Linked DNA regions of Mus musculus: region 1 is linked to region 2. Evidence: chromatin contacts called from public HiChIP or PLAC-seq data. All regions are on one chromosome and are shown on one strand. The core of a region is the stretch at or near the end of the contact, and the rest is flanking DNA. Distances in the headings are between cores, read along the strand shown.

Region 1 (4,432 bases), core at 640-3,139, 330 kb before region 2:
ACATACCTCTCTCTCTCTCACATACACACACATGCTACCACATATACTTGTATTCATATTCATGTATATAAATGCCATGCATGTTCATACTTGTATACCCATTGGCACACATGCATAAGACATACTGCTAACAAGTGAACAGATTGGACATAGGCCTCAAGGTGAATTATTAACAACAGTACAGATTCCTCCTATGAAGACAGTGTCTGTTACCTAGACCTTGCATCTGGGTTGCCACATGAGGCATTCTGAAAGTAACATTGTACAGTTTTTGGTCCAGGGGACTAGTAGCTGTTGACCTTAGGTTGGAAATGCTGCCAACCAACGAGCCCTACAAGGCTAGCCTGGTACGAAATTCTGAGGAGCTTTATGAAAAAAAAAAAAAAAACAAATCTTGGCCGTTCCTCTTGTGATTCCAGACATGGGAGGAGACTAGTTGTGTGTACGCCAGCCAGAAAGTTTGCTCAGCAGAGCCTGGCCCAGTTACCCATCCATACAGCTAGAAGCTGAACACGATGTGGATAGTTTCCCATGGGTACAGTAGCTGGGTCCTCCTGCACTTAGCTTTTTGAGTATTCAGAATGGTATAACCATAGACACGAGGCTTGTTCTAAGCCTCTGATACTGGGTGATGAGCTTGGCAGCGTGTGGCATGAGACTGCTGTGGTGCAGAGGCAGAGTAAAGTTCTAGAAACAACTCTCACTTCTGTGCAACATCCATGGTGTGCTTCAGGGTTCTTCATGCTCACTGGCTCTTCAAGTCTTATTTTAAATGGATGTGAGTCTGTGCCCACGTGTGCCAGTGAGTGTGAGTCTGTGCCCATGTGTGCCAGTGAGTGTGAGTCTGTGCCTATGTGGGCCAGTGAGTGTGAGTCTGTGCCCATGTGTGCCAGTGAGTGTGAGTCTGTGCCCATGTGTGCCAGTGAGTGTGAGTCTGTGCCCATGTGTGCCAGAGAGTATGAGTCTGTGCCCATGTGTGCAAGTTGAATGTCAACGTCAGCTCCTGAGGACCACACCTTGCTTTTAGGGTCTGGGTCTCTCCCTGCCTGGAGTTTATTGTGAAGGCTTGGCTGGGTAGCCAGTGAGCTCCATGGAAGCATATCCATCTCCCCAGAGCTGGGATTACAAGTGTGATGTCATCCCCACCTTTTTAAATGTAGATTTTTTGGGGGTTCAAACTCAGGTCCTTGTACTTACAAGGTAAGCACTTTACCAGCAAGCCATTTTCTGCTTTGCTTAACTTCAATCCTGGAAGAATTTTCTGAGGAGTTAATTTTCTTAGAGAGCTTTTCTGAGGAGCTATGCTCTATTTTTGTATTAGAAAGCTAAGGCTTCAGAGGTCCCTAGTAGAAGTAGATACAGAATTGAGCCCACCATCACACAGGGACCCTGGGACACAGGGTGGTCTTCCCTGGGGAGGAGAATGGCCAGAGGTAGGGAAGAGCTGAGCCTGAGGCCCTGACTCCAGCTGCCTGCTCTAATGAGCCTGTGACCCAGCCCAGCTTCTCTTACCTCCAGGTAGGCTGGCTGTGAAGGAGAGTCCTAATGAGGACTCTGCAAAGCAGCAATCCGAGCCTCCACTCTGCTGCAGGACCGAGCTGCTTCTGAAGGCTTCTAATTCGAGGTCTTAATTTTTGTAAAGCGTGAATTACAAGAAGTCAGAAGAAGGATGCAGAGAGCATTTGATAATGCGCATCACAAAAGAAGTGGTGTAACTACATTAATTAGGCAAGTCTTGCGTAAAGATGCAATGTAATTATATATTTGAGACAGTTAATTAGGGAGCTACTTGGAAATTTCAGTGAATATTAAGGTAATTATACATAAATACTATAACCATTAAGACTGCACCCATAATGAAAGCAATAACTAATTACATAAATAACAGCATACTTGCGTTTTTTACATTACCAACACCTAACAATGCTCCCTCCCCCCACCCCCCTTCACTGTGCAAATGACAAATCTTCCATTTTTAACTCAGATATTCTTGCAAATGGTTGGGAACAATGACCTTTCTTCCTTTCCCTCTCTATTTTGACACATCTGGGCCTGCTGTGGGTGCTTCGGTGAATAGACTCAGACAGGGAAGCAGAGTGTGAGGGAGGCCTGCCTGCCTCCACCTGTGTGCTTGTGGATGGGAGGGAATGGGGGACACACAGTGCCCTGGCGGGCGAGAGGCAGGACTGAGGCATGGGTAGGATGAGGGGAGGGGCCTGGAAGAGCTGGACTGAGCATCTTCAGCATCTGGTCCACCTTAGAGGAGTCACGTGGCATCTCTACACCTCTGTAAATAGAGGTCACAGCGATGCCGTCTTCCCTTGGGCCAGAAGGGAGTGTCCCTGTGCTGATGTCAAATGCCACCCAGTGGAATTGGTAGAGGGTCACACGTGACATTCACAACCACACACCCAATGTCGTTGCTCCCTTCTGCTTCTCTTCATCTTCCTTTGAGATACTCAACAAGCTCCCTTTGACACCTTCCCAGTGAAGAATGGCTTTTACAGAAGGATACAGAGCTTGTGCATACTCAAGTGACTGACAGATGACTTCAGTAACTGGGAGCATAGATGAACATATGTTTGTGTTTTAACAGAAAACATAAACCCACTACCCCACTTACAGGCTGCCCAGTGAACAAGCAGTTGAGGTGGCTGGGCCTCCGAGAGTGTCCTGGGCTCTGTTGGTGTCTCACTATGGAGACATTTGCTGTTCTGTAGAAGAAGGGCAAAGAAGGGTAGGCAGGAGTGTGGACCAGGAGTCTGAGAGGAATGAGTTAACCACAGCCAGCCACTCTAACAACGATACGATGTTAGCGTTTATTGAGCAGTTACTAAATGGCAGGTATTGTTTTAAGAACCTAGATTAATTTTTAGAGGGTTTAAAAGGTTAGTTCCTCGAGAGTCTCATACAATGTATTTTGAACATATTCACCTCCCCACTCCCAGCTCCTCTCGTAATCTTCCTTTCATCTTTCCCCTACGTTGACTCTAGTTTGTATTGCCCAATGAGTCTTGGGAGTGGAGCCTGTCCTGGAGTGTGGTGGACCTACTAGGTGTCAGATCATTAGTTTTATTTAGTATTTTAAGTTTTCTTTAGATCCTCCCTCTCCTAGTACCTACCAGCTGGTCCCAGCTCCTTGGCTAGGGATGGGATTTCATGCCTACCTTGTCCTCTCTGCTGGGACCTTGCCTAGCCAGAGCTTGTGTGGGTCTTCTGCATGATGTCACAATCTCTATAAGTTTGTGTGTTCATCTGCCCTGTTGTGTCTAGAAGACATTACTTCCTTGATGTTGTCCGACATCTTTGGCTCTCATGATCTTTCTGCCTTCTCTTCCTTGAAGATCCTGAGACCTGGGGGTGGGGGGATGTGATGAGTATGTCTCATTTAGGGCTGAGGGCTCCACAGTCTTTTCTTCTCTGTGCATCGACTGGTTGAGAGTCTCAGTGTTAATTGACACTTATTGAAATTAGAAGCTTTTCTGATGAGGGTTGAGAGAGGCTGTGATCTGTGGGTATAGCAGTAAGTCATTAGGAGTCATTTTAATACTGTGTCCACTTAGCAATTAATACCATTGTATTCTCCTCTAGTGCCTACGGCCCATCAATCCACAGGTTCCCGGCCCCTCTAACAATGTCAGGTGTGGGTTCCATCTCACAGAGTGGGCCTTAGATCCAATCGGAAAGTGGTTGACCACTCCTATTACGTTTGTACCACTATTGTACCGGTGGACATGAAAAAGGATGGGCGAGCGTTTCTGTGCGTCTCCATAGCTGGATGTAGAGGTTTGGTTATATGTCCCAGGGGGATAGCTGGATCTTATGGTTGATCCTTATGCAGGCTGAGTTCCACAGCGGTTGCTCCAGTTTGCATTCTCACCGACATGAGAGACGTCCTCCCCTTCCCCACATCCACGCAGCATCTCTTGACATTTGTTTCTTTGGGTTTGACTGTTATGACTCCGGTGGGACCTCAAAATAGTTTAAATGTTAATTTCTTCGATGGGCAAAGATGTTGAGGTTCTTAATTTTTAATTTTATTTGATGTGTCTGGGTGTCTGGAATGCAAAAATGTCACTCAGTCATTGGACTTCACCGCTTGAGAAGGCTTTAGATCTGTGCTCCGTTTTAAAACTGGTTTGTTTTCTTGATGTTTAATTTTTTGAGTTCTTTGTATATTCTAGATACCAACCTTCCCTCAGATGGATACCTGGTAAAGACTTTTTCCACTCTGCAGACCATCTCTTTATTTAAATAATGGTGCCTTTTTCTGTATAGAAGCATTTTGGTTTTGTGAGAACCCACTTAGTAGTTATTGATCTCAATGCCCGTGTTATTAGTGTTCTGTTCAGAAAGCGCTTTCCTGTGCCAGCGAGCTCAAGACTTACCCACAGTTTTTCTCCATAAGAGTCAAGGTGTCTGACTTTATGGC
Region 2 (4,402 bases), core at 206-2,705:
AGGAAGATTCCAATAACTATGATATGTGCATCCATTATCGGACATCTGCTCAATGCCAGCCATGCTCGCAGGCATTGAGGGCACAGAGATGAACTCTGCCAAGGTTCCTGCTTAGTGGAGCTGACACTGGGGAGGGAGGAGAGAAATAAAATAATAAATAAGAGAGTGAGTGAGGTAGCTTTGGGTAAATATGAGCACCCGCTCAATCCCAGAGACTCTCTTCATGGAAGAGAAAGTCTCAGACTCTCTGGGTGCCTTCCCTGGGGTCAGTGAGTGACAGAGCCTGGATCCAAGGCTATATCATCCGTTCTCTCCTCTACCTGCATTGCTTGTTTTTAGATCCAGGGTCAGGCTCCAGTTCTCCCAACTCTGTCCTGGGTTGCTTGCATGAAAGGCAGAAGCAGGCAGGGGCATCGTTCTAGATAGACAGTGTGTGGCATTTCTTATTTTTCCTCAGTTTGTCACTAGCAAGAAATGCTATCTGAGGGTTTGGGGTTAATAAAGACACTGTCATGAGGTAATGGCTTTTATTTTCCACTAAATTTGCTTTTCAAGAGGCAAATTCTACCACTTGGACAGTGACTATGACCCAGGGGGAACTCAGTGTCCAGCCAACTTCCTCCTCCTGACGGTGACAAGAGCAGGCTATCCCAGCAACAGCAAGTCTGGGAAGAGGGGCCACAGTTTGATGAGGACGCTGTGGCAGACTAGCCACAAAATTAGCTTCTCTGTCTTTGAGGGGGAAAACCACAGAAGCAGAGAGATGAGGAATGCAGGAAGGAGGATATGGGGTTACCCCAACTTCCTACTTATAGACCCATAAGGCTGAACAATCTTTAAGGAAAGAAACAGTATTGAAATCTTGTTTGGAATAGTCTCCCATATATCTAAATAATTCTTGTCTTTTACCACCTCCTCACGGATTCTATATTGGTGATTACGATTTGGCTCACAAAACCCGTGGCACGGGATGGTACCCCCCCCCCCACACTCTGATCTCCCTTTAAATTATTTTCCATTTAGAGTAAATCCTATAGCATGGTACAAAACTTTTATTGAATAGCTCATTTGAGCCGAGAATACTTTTGAAAGAATATTAGTAAACTCTTTCAATGGAGTCAAAACACCAAAATGGAAAATTCAAGTTTTGAAGAGAGCCATTAAGTGTGATTAAACCTCTAAAAAGGAGAGAACAACGCCCACAGAACTCTATTTAGCCATTTCATGTCTTTAATTGTCCAAAGATTTACTTTAAAAGCACGGACATGAAAGGATGCTGAATGTTACAGTATTTAGAGGGGGGAGTGAAGACAGGGCCCGTTCGCCAGCAAATGGAGCTTAGCCCAGAAGTGGAGGCAACAAAAGCGGCAGGAACCTGCTTCCGTCTACAATGGAGGGAGAGAGGGGGCATAAAAAGGCAGCAATTCTTGACTCTGCTTTGAGGAGCACAATAGGCGTGATTAGGGATCCGGAGCACTGGAGCATCGGAGTAGCAGTCGCATCCACCCGCTGGCTGGTAATTAGGAGGAAACCAAGGGGAAGACGCAGAGAAGAGGGAGATGGAGACTGGGCTTGTGGGAAGGGATTTGAAAGGTAGTTTTTGAATTTTAGGACAGATAAAGATCACTCCGGGAGCAAGTTTTAATCGTGTACCGGCTCCAACAAGATTAGGATTGATTAGATGAAAGGTGACATGCAGGTTTAGATCTCCCCAACTCGCAGGTGCCACTGTGGCCCTTGGACCAGGGGGTGTGTGACGGAAGGACTGAAGGGCTCAGACAGGAACCTGAAAGAGGAATTTCACTTTCTAGAGGGAGAAAGAGAGACCCTCCCCATGTCCTGACTACACGGGTCCAACCACCCACCTTTTCTGTCCCTTTTTTACCTTCAAATACACAAATGAATCCGGGGTGCGGGGGGTGGGGGGCGGTGAGGCAGCTGGTGATGTGGTGAACCACCACGGTGAATTCCTTTCGGGGGGGGGGGGGGAAGGATGGAAATAAAAGAAATGAAAGCAGGAGGCGGCAGCAACATAAAGAGGAGAAGCAGAGAGTGGCAGGTGCTGGGTCAACAGTCACCAAGTCACTCCCGAGCAGAGGCACACAGAGTGATTCGATTGTGTGTGTTGATGGATGGAAAGAACATTTTTAAATTAAATAAAAGCACATCTTGTGGGTGGGGCTTAGCGAAGTAGAAGTGTTCTTGATTGCGCACTGTTAGGTGGAGAAAATACATCTGTGATTTCCAATTCTATGCCGTCCTACATGAGCCCCCAGGGTGCACCCCTAGGGAGGAATAGTCACCAAGCCTGAGTGGCAGCCCCTCTCAAAGCCAGGCATCTCTTCTGGGGTGAGATCAATTCTGAACAGCAGAATTCAGCTCACTGTGTTTTAAACATTCTGAATTCTGACCATCCCACTCAAACTACAGTAGCTCAATAGTCGCCCGCTGATTTGGAGCCAAGATCAGACCCTTCTGCCGTCAGTTACACCGTTCAGATGCAGAGAATGTGTTAAGCATGTGTGTGTCACGTGACTATGGTAGTTGTGAGTTAACCCAGATAGAAATACAGCTGAAAATCACCCAGAGATAACTCCTCAGAGAGCCTCACATTGTTTGGTCATATACTCTGACCAATGAGAAGCACAGCAGTGGGTAGAGGGAAGGGAGAGCTGTGTTGAGAACTCAGGGCTCCAAAGCCGATGGTGGCCCCTTCTATTATCAGAATGACCCAACATCCCAGGGGAATCCTCCTTGCTTATCAGTAGACACCACTGAAATACCACAGGGTTAAGTCAGAGGCCAACCCAAGTTTCGGTGCACCAGATGTTGCTCTTAATTCTATCGCTCATATGGGGATAGTTGGGGTTAGGGAAGACACACCAGTTTATCACGCCATCAAGGTAACCCGAATAAAACCAAGTAGATGTGAGCTCTTCATGCCAAATGTTGGTGACTGATACACGATAATGTTGGTATAAGAATTTTTTAAGTAAACTTTTTCTGTCATCCTTTATTGGGGCAAGACTTACTTCCCCTCTGTGACTACAATTTAAGCCACCATGCAGAGGGTTTGTTTGTTTGTGTTATTGATTGTAGTTGAGGCTTGTTTGGAACTCATTATGTAGCCCCTACCCTGCCTGTTCCCTCCCTTCCTGCCTCTACCTCCTAAGGTGCTGCTGAGATTATAAATGTGCTACTCTGTCCAGTGTCTTTTCCTGATAAAACCAACTTACTGAAGGACAGGTTTATTCTGGTTTATAGTTCCAGGGCACAGTCCATCATGAAAGAAAAGTCATGGAGGCAGGAGTACCAGCCATCAGAGAACAGAGGTAGAGGAAGTATTCAGCTCAACCCAGGGAATAGAGCTGCCTACAGCCAGCAGTTCTTCAATCTGAATTCACCTAATCGAGATAATTTTCATGAGCACATAGCCCAGGTGATTCCTATCTGATCTCATCAAGTAGACAACTGAAATTAATGGATATACCAGATATACCTATTGTGTGTGTGTGTGTGTGTGTGTGTGTGTGTGCATGTGTGTGTGAGATCTAAAATGTTTCACCCCGAGTCTGTTATGAGATATTCCTGCAATGACTGGCTCTCAAGGATCCCCACCCAGGATCTGGAGTCAGCATGTCAGTGAGAAGTAGATACCTCGCTCGCACCCCATCTTCTCTAGTTCCTCCATCAGGCCTCTCCTGTACTAGGTGACATCATAATGATACCCAGCTATGGCTAAAGCCTCAAGTTCTCCTTTAGTTTCCCCCAGCCCTGAACATGAATACAAAGCTGGAGTCCTGGGATGTGAGCTTCTATTTCTTTTCTTTAACGTCTCATTTCTTCTATTACAAAAGTAGCAGACTTTAGAAAGTCCAGAAAACGGAGACAGTAAAACAACCCTGAGCATTTAGTGCAACTGCTTTTGCTTTGGTAAATTCTGCTGCTGTTCCTGGTCTTCAAATACCCAGAATGTGCGTAGCCGTGTCTCACTCGGCCCTGCTTTCTCTGTCTGAGGCCATGGAGTGGACAGTCTTCCTCTCCCCACTGTTTCTTTCCTGCCCTTTCTTTCCTTTACATCCCTCACCTTGATCTTCCTTTGCTCTCACCTCAGCCCACCCTCACTCCAATGTTCTGCCTTCCCCAAACACTAAACTTCTAGGGGGATTCTGGGACTAGAGGCCCCCACGGAACTCCAGCTGATTGCCGCTGGTGTCTTTTCTGGGAGTTTTAGTGGGTCCTGTCTCAAGTCAGCACTGCCTTTGCGACCCCTAGAAGTCAATTGTTATGGGCAACTAGAAGGAGCAGAGTGAATGGTTACAACACCACACCACATGCCAAGGGGAGAAGGTACAGGTGCCAGAATGGCTCATAATTGTGGACGTGTTATAAAAACCAATGT

Evidence for each region. HiChIP or PLAC-seq counts read pairs in DNA pulled down with a chosen protein or histone mark.
Region 1: an H3K4me3 HiChIP or PLAC-seq map of embryonic basal ganglia shows a contact between it and region 2, with 4 times the contacts expected there. The contact joins two enhancer-like sites. A contact is called at or near these places in 1 of 115 datasets of contacts at active chromatin or transcription factors (embryonic basal ganglia) and 2 of 9 other capture datasets (embryonic tail and embryonic trunk).

The regions. Positions count from the first base shown.
Region 1 is chr1:190,711,253-190,715,684 of GRCm38.p6, reverse strand. All of the region lies in intron 4 of Gm38452 (a long non-coding RNA gene), which reads left to right. Among named protein-coding and RNA genes, the nearest start is that of Gm38452, 17 kb to the left of the region's middle. Within about 2 kb of position 1,889, at least 2 of the 459 cell types and tissues checked have an H3K27ac peak or open chromatin away from gene starts, as enhancers often do. A contact at or near this core is called in embryonic basal ganglia, where this site is marked.
Region 2 is chr1:190,381,799-190,386,200 of GRCm38.p6, reverse strand. No RefSeq gene overlaps it. Among named protein-coding and RNA genes, the nearest start is that of Gm39737, 15 kb to the left of the region's middle. Within about 2 kb of position 1,455, at least 5 of the 459 cell types and tissues checked have an H3K27ac peak or open chromatin away from gene starts, as enhancers often do. A contact at or near this core is called in embryonic basal ganglia, where this site is marked.